Linked DNA regions of Anas platyrhynchos: region 1 is linked to region 2. The links are chromatin contacts, called in public Hi-C maps. All regions are on one chromosome and are shown on one strand. Each heading gives the region's core, a stretch centred on a gene start, on an enhancer-like site or on the middle of the called end of the contact. The rest is flanking DNA. Distances are from core to core; before and after follow the strand shown. Region 1 holds the start of APRT (adenine phosphoribosyltransferase). Region 2 holds the start of CDH15 (cadherin 15).

Evidence for each region. Hi-C and Micro-C count contacts between places; a contact is called where the count stands out from the background.
Region 1: a contact with region 2 is called in a Hi-C map of skeletal muscle, with 3 times the contacts expected there. The contact joins the promoter of APRT here to the promoter of CDH15 in region 2. A contact is called at or near these places in 4 of 8 Hi-C or Micro-C datasets (liver, skeletal muscle and subcutaneous adipose tissue).

What each region holds. Positions count from the first base shown.
Region 1 is chr12:1,774,150-1,777,701 of IASCAAS_PekinDuck_T2T, forward strand. APRT (adenine phosphoribosyltransferase) reads left to right here and starts at 2,167. Exons shown (of 5, transcript XM_027465727.3): 1 at 2,167-2,326; 2 at 2,859-2,962. The coding sequence starts at 2,250.
Region 2 is chr12:1,609,962-1,613,668 of IASCAAS_PekinDuck_T2T, forward strand. It overlaps CDH15 (cadherin 15), which reads right to left and starts at 2,069. Exons shown (of 14, transcript XM_072043801.1): 1 at 1,912-2,069; 2 at 930-1,064; 3 at 541-696; 4 at 315-459; 5 at 67-227. The coding sequence starts at 1,962.

The sequences.
Region 1 (3,552 bases), core at 917-3,416, 160 kb after region 2:
TGGCAGGCACCGAGCAGCCCTGAACCTCCCCGAGCCGCAAGCGGATGCTGACACCTCCCGGGTGATATTCCAGAACTGGAGTCCTTTGACATCACATTTGGAAATTGGTTCTAGGAAAGTTCTTTTTTCGGATGGAAACTGCAGTAGGAGTCAGCGCTGCTGTTTGAAAGGTTGAACAATTACAGGGAAACTCATTTAGCTCCGATGTTAAAACCAGTCCGTGCCGGTAGGCGCAGTCCTTCGAAACGGGGGATTAACGAGGTGAAGTCGTGACAAAAGGTTTGAGGAGAGGTTTTAAACCCGAGCTGGCGGGTGAGGTCACTCCTGGCAGCTGAAGCCTTACAAGCAGGACTTGGTGTAACCTCTCACGGGATGGTTCGGGGTGGAAGGGACCTTACAGATCACCTCGTGCCAACCCCCAGGGATGTCTCCCACTAGATCAGCGATCCTCTCTCTGGCAGAACTGAGGTGTTGGAGATTCCCCCCAGCTCCTCCTTCGCCCAGCTTTGGGATGCCAAGGTAGCGGTGGGAGCCCTCGGCAGCCCGTGCTGGTGAGAGCTGCTGGTTTGGTGGGGTCAGGAAGCACAGAGCCCGGGAACCTCGCTTAGAAAACCTGGTGGTGGCTGCTAATAACGGTGGTGGCTGCCTAGGAGGGTGACAAAAATGAATTCAGTTGCATCTCAGAAAAAAAAACAAACACGTGATGAAGCCCCCAGCTCCTCCAGGGGTGCGAGCAGAAGGCAGGGCTGCCTGGCTTGGTGCTCCGGGAGGCTGCAGAAGGGCCCTGTCCCATCTCCTTGCTCGTTTCCATGGGTAGGCAGAGTAATTCCATCGCTTCCAGCCGCCAGGAAGACGAGGAGCTGCTGGCCTAGCTCGCTGTCCGGTGTTGTGTTTGGGAAGCTCACAAGAAAATCCCGTCCAGGTCCGTGGGAGCACGGCCGCGGCGAAGCCCCCGTTCCAGTGGACGGCCGCGTGCCTCATCTGTGGCTGCTTCTCTGGAACAGCTGTCGGGATTCTTCTGGTGCCAAAGAGATAATCTGACTTCAGGGAAAATCTTACTTCGGGAGGGAATGGTTGGGAAAGGAGGCACGCTGACCTGTGTGGGCTGGCTCTGGCAAGAGAGCCTGGCGAGAGGGAACTGCTCCGACCTTCAGAGGGCTCCTCAGCAGCCATCCCTTACGCAGGTGTCCCGTGCCAGCAGGACAAAGAGACCCACAGCCACCTACAGATGGAGTGGGAAGGAAAAAGAGCAGCGGAGGATTCAGCTGCAGCGAGCAAAGAACCGGAGGCTGGCACGGGATGGGGTGTGTAGGGGGGGCAGGCAGGATTGGGTGCCCCACAAATGGTGAGATGTGCCCGAGCCCGTGGCAGATGAGGTGTGGAGCAGGTCACCTTCCCCTCCTGTTGGGTGCTCCTGCTGTGCCAGACCTTGTCTGGGAGCTGGGGGGACCCGCAGGGTGTTGGGGGGACCCACAGGGTGTTGGGGGCACTGATCCAGATGGAGCAGGGGAAGGATGTTGTGTCCCTTATCCCGCTCACAGCCCTCAGCACCCAACCTGTGGGGTCTGCACCAAATCACTCCAAAACGGCAGCTGCTGGCTCATCACCCCATGGGAAACACACCACAGATGGGCCCTAACGGCTGTCCCAGGGACGTGGAGCCCAGTTGTCCCCACGCAGCTCCCAGCAGCGGGCACCCAGCTCGGCCTTTGCGGGACCTTTGCTGCAGCAGGGGCTGTGCCCAGCTGAGTCTGGAGCAGATCCAAGCCCCAGCTGCTGCCCCAGGAGATGTGGAACCGTCCTTTAGGGCTCCCAACCGCAGCGCAGGGTGCAGGGGAACACGGAGAGCGGGGAGCACCCTGACCTGCCCCACCAAAGCTTATCTCCCCCACTGCCAACCCAAACCACAGGCTTTAAAAAAACATGGGAGACAGAAAAAGCAAAATAATCCAGCCCCCCCCCAAAAAAAAGGTGCTAATCGGGCAGGGGGAAGGGGCTGCAGGGGCTCTTTTGGGCACGGGACCCCCTCGGGAGGGTCTCTGCGCGCCGGCTCCTGGGCACGGCGGGCAGGGGCTGCGCGCCCTGGGGCGCACCGGGGCGCACCGCGGGGCGCTGGGGCCGGGACCCCGGGGAAAACCCGGCCCGATTCCGGGGAAATCCGGCCCGATCGCGGCGCAGCCGCACCGGGGAAGGCTCCGGGAGGGGGCACCGCCTGCAATCGGCGGCGGCTGCGCAGTGCTGGGGAGGCAATGGAGGAGAGGCTGAGGGCTGTGCGCGCAGGGGTGCGCTGCTTCCCCGATTTCCCCGTGCCCGGAGTGCTGTTCCGGTGCGTGGCTGGGCTGGGGGGGAGGATAAAGGGGTTGGGGGGGAGGATAAAGGGCTGGGGATGGGGCAGGGGTTGGAGGAGAGGGGCTGGAGATGGAACAGGGGGCCTGGGAATGGAAGAGTAGGGTTGGGGATGGAGCAGGAGAGCTAGGGGGTGGAGAAAAGGGGATGGAGGAAAGGGCCTGGGGATGGAGTAATAGAGCTGGGGAGGGAGAATAAGGGGCTGGGGATGGAGGAAAGGGGCTGGGGATGGAGAATAAGGGGCTGGGGATGGAGAATAAGGGGCTGGGGAGGGAGGAAGGGGGCTGGGGATGGAGCAAGGAGCTGCTTAAGGGGTGATTCAGCAGCATGGCAGGTCTGGGCTTGCTTCGTGGCTGGGGTTTTGGTCCCTCCCCAGGAAACCACAGATGCCTCTGCAGCAGCCCCGCTACCTGTCTCTTCCCCCGTGTCTGCTGGGCACGCTTCCCCTGGGTGCAGCAGCTCCGCCACGTGCACCTCTGGGTGCTGGCTAAGCGCCCTTCCTGTCTTTGCAGAGACATCAGCCCCTTGCTGAAGGATCCCGTGGCCTTCAGGGCTCTGATTGATCTGCTGGAAGATCACCTGAGGACGTCTTTGCCCCCCATCGACTTTATTGCAGGTGGGTGTTCCCCGGGGCAGAGCACGGTGCTGCCCGGGTGGTGGGTGTGGGGAGACACCTCCCCGAGGGGCCAGGAGATATCGGAGCCCTTGGGTGTCATCCGAATTACAGCCTGTAGCGTAGGTAACACCAGCAGGGGCTCTACCCTTGCCCCAGTACCGTGGTTTCCTGAAATACTGGTTTGGGATGTGGCAGACGTCATCTGATGGTGCTTCAGTGCCAGTTTTGTAATTCATTTCTTCCCTCAATAAGCAAAGAGGCATTCACTGAGCGCCGAAACCCGGTGTGCCATGCCTGGAAGGTCTCACACAGTCCCCAGGGCACGGGGCCCCTGTTTCCATCATGTTTTCCTTCTCGGAGGGTTTTATCGAGCCAACTGAAACAGGCTTTGTGGCGATAACCCGCTGCAGCACGCGTTTTAAGGAGACTGAGAATGAAAAGTGCTCCGGAAGGTGCTGCTTGGGCTGGGCGATAGCCCAGGGCTCGGGGAGCCTCAACCAAACCTGGCCAAGTGGCTCCTGATAACCAGGCTCTGCCCCTGGAGGTGCAAAGTCCCTGGGTGCGTGGCCGGACTGATAGCGGGGCTGAGC
Region 2 (3,707 bases), core at 819-3,318:
GCACGGACCAACCCATGGCTCCTCCAGCCCCGGTGCCCCCCTTAATGCCCCCCCCGTGCCCCCTACCTCTCGGTCGAGGCCGGGCCGTGCGGTGCAGATCTCTCCCGTGGTGGCGTTGATGCTGAACATGCCGCCCGCGCCCTGCTCCAGGATGGAGAACCGCAGCGCCGCGTTGTCCGTCTCGGGGTCATCGGCATCGGTGGCCTCCACCGTCATCACGCAGGTCCCTGCGGCCACCAGAGCACCCCCGGTGGGTGCTGGCACGGGGGCCGGCTCGTGTCCCCCCCCCACCCCGGGTGGCCGCGGGGTCCCACCTGGCTCGGCGCCCTCCACCACGCGCCCCGTGAAGACGTCCTGGCGGAAGAGCGGCCGGTTGTCGTTCTGGTCCACCACGATGATCTCCAGGTCCGTGGGGTCCTCCAGTGTCACGCCGCCCAGGTCCAGGGCAAAAGCCTTCAGCTGGGGGCACGAAGCAGGTGGGTGAGGGTGAAGGGGGGGGGCTGGGGGCCACGGGTACGCACAGCCGGGTCATATCCTTACCCGAAATCGGTCGTTCTCCTCCCGGTCCAGCATGGCGTTGAGGAAGACCTTGCCGCTGAACTTGTCGATGGAGAAGATGCCCAAGGGCTCCTCGTCCACCCCCGGCCCCTTGATGCTGTAGATCACCCCCCCCGGCTGCTGCTTGTCCGACTTGATCTGCCCAGAGGAAAGCAGGGCTGGGGCTGGGGGGCTGGGGGCTGCCCCCCGGACCCCTGGGGTCGTGGTGGGGGGGGTGCCTCACCCCCAGGGCAGGGTGCTTGGGGTGGGGGGGTCCCTGCACCCAGGGGAATTGGGGCTCCATCCCCTCCGTGCTACATGGGGATCTCCTCACTGGGGGGGCCCTGTGCTGCCCCCCATAGTGTCCCCCCCCCATTTTTTTCCCCGCCTACCTGCACCAGGAGGTGTGGGATGCGCTTGTGGTTCTCCGAGACGCTGATGGGGGGGATCACCCAGGCCCTCTTCACCCGCCGGGGGCCCTCGTGCTGCCGCCAGCCGGGGGGGCTGCCTGGGGCCGTGCTGGCACCCTGAGGGGGGAGGGGACACCGTGCTGCCGAGTGGGACACGGGGGCTTCGTGGTGGCCCCCCCCCCATCGTGGTGATGGGCACCCCAAGAAGGGGGCAGAAATGCCTGGCACGGCCCCAACCCATATCACCGTCACCGCATGGGGGGGTCCGGGCTGGGGTGGGGGGCACGGAGCTGGGGGGCTGCAGCCAGGGCTGGGCTGGGGGCATGTGGGGAGACCCCCCCCCCCCTTCCCGTTTATCTGGGAGGCTGCTGGAGCTCGGGGAGGGCAGGGAGGGGGTGGTTGGATAATGGGGGGGGGGTGAGGGGGGTCCCTGTGGGTCCGCTTGCCTTCCTTCCCCCCCCCCCAGAGCTATGGGGCCCAGGCCAGACCCCGACAGCCCCACATGGCTCAGGCCTGAGGCCGCGGTGAGGGGCACGGGGGGGGCTGTGTGCGAACAGTGGGGTGGGAGGGGGCTGGGGGGGGGGAAATCCGGCAGTGCTGCTAGGGGTGGTGAGGGGAGCAGCGTGTTTCTGAGCACCAGCCCCCCCCATACCCCTCTCGCCGCTTTCCAGCCCAGGCAATGTGCCGGAGGCCCCCCCCCCTGCCCCGGCCACCGCCACCATCTGTGGGGTGGGAAATGGCCCAGGAGGGGCGCAGAGCCTGCGACACCCCCGTCCCCATCCCCGACACCCCCCTCCCCATCCCCAAATCCCCCCTCTCCATCCCCAAATCCCCCCTCTCCATCCCCGACACCCCCGGAGACGTGCGTCCGCAGGGCCTGGGCCCCATCCCAGCCACCCCCCACCCCCACCAACCCATTTTTTAGGGGGGTGGGGGTAAGTTTCAGCCCCCCCCCATCCCTTACCCTGGCGCAGAGGGGGGCGAGCAGGCAGGCGAGCAGGAGCGGGGGCCCCATGGCCGAGCGGGCGCAGTCCGAGCCGCTCGCCGGCCCCGAGCTAAAATAACCGCGGGGCTGGCTGAGTGACAGCACATGTGCTGCCGAGCGGCCCGGGCCCCCCCCGGCAGGGCAGCTGGCCCCACAGCCCCCCCCCGCCGCCCCCCGGCCCGGCCCGATGCCGCCCGGCTGCGCGCAGGGGGCCCGACGGGGCTGGCGGTGCGCACGGGGAGACCGGGGAGAAGGGGGTCCGAAAGGCTGGGGGGGGTCCACGAAGGGGTCCCCGGGGGTGCTGCGTGTCCCCCCCCCTCCTCCTTTGCACGGCACTTTGTGGATGGGGGCTGCGCCCCCCCTCGCCCCGGGCAGGGCGCTGGGAATGCGGCAGCTGCCGCCGGGTGCGCCCCGGGGATGCCGCGACGGGGCGGGCGGAGAGCCCCGGGCCCGCTGCTCCCCCCCCCCCGGCAGCACGGCCCCGGCCCCCGCCCGGCATCGTCGCCCCCCTCCTGCTCTCAATCTCCCCCCTCCCGGGGGGGCTCTGCTCGCCCCCAGCCCCGCCGGGCCCCCGCGGCCGCGTTCCGGGGCAGGTGCGGGGCCATCTGGGCTGGCGGCGGGCGCTGGGCGGGGGCCAGGGCGGGCTGCGAGGGGGGGGGGGCAGCGGCAAGGCTGGGGCCAGCACCAGCCCAGCACAGTCCCAGCCCCATTCCCACCTCACCCCATACAGCTCCAACCCCATCCCATCCCATATCCCCACCCCCATCCCATCCCATCCCATCCCATCCCCATCCCCATCCCATCCCATCCCATCCCCATCCCATCCCATCCCATATCCCCACCCCCATCCCATCCCATCCCATCCCATATCCCCATCCCCATACCCATCCCATCCCCATCCCCATCCCCATCCCCATCCCATCCCATCCCATCCCATCCCATCCCATCCCATCCCATCCCACCCCATATCCCCATCCCCATCCCATCCCATCCCATCCCATCCCATCCCATCCCATCCCATCCCATCCCATCCCATATCCCCATCCCATCCCATCCCATCCCATCCCATCCCATCCCATCCCATATTCCCATCCCATCCCATCCCCATCCCCATCCCCATCCCATCCCCATCCCCATCCCATCCCATCCCATCCCATCCCCATCCCCATCCCATCCCCATCCCATCCCATATCCCCATCCCAATCCCATCCCATCCCATCCCATCCCATCCCATCCCATCCCATATCCCCACCCCCATCCCATCCCATCCCATCCCATCCCATCCCATCCCATATTCCCATCCCATCCCATCCCCATCCCCATCCCCATCCCATCCCCATCCCCATCCCATCCCATCCCATCCCATCCCCATCCCCATCCCATCCCCATCCCATCCCATATCCCCATCCCAATCCCATCCCATCCCATCCCATCCCATCCCATCCCATCCCATCCCATATCCCCACCCCCATCCCATCCCATCCCATCCCATCCCCATCCCCATCCCCATCCCCATCCCATCCCATCCCATCCCATATTCCCATCCCATCCCATCCCGCAGCACCAGAGGGCAGCATCGCCCCGGCCACCAGCTCCGTGTCCCCGCACCCCGGGGGCCGCACCGGGGAGCGGCCGGGTGGGGGGGGCCGGGCTGCAGCGAGTGCCTCCCCCCACCCCATCCAGCCCCGTTCCCCTCCCTGGGGACCCCCCGGTTCCCTCCTGCGCAGAGCATCTGGAGAGCGCTGCGGGGCTGCTGCAGGGGGGGCAGCCCAAAG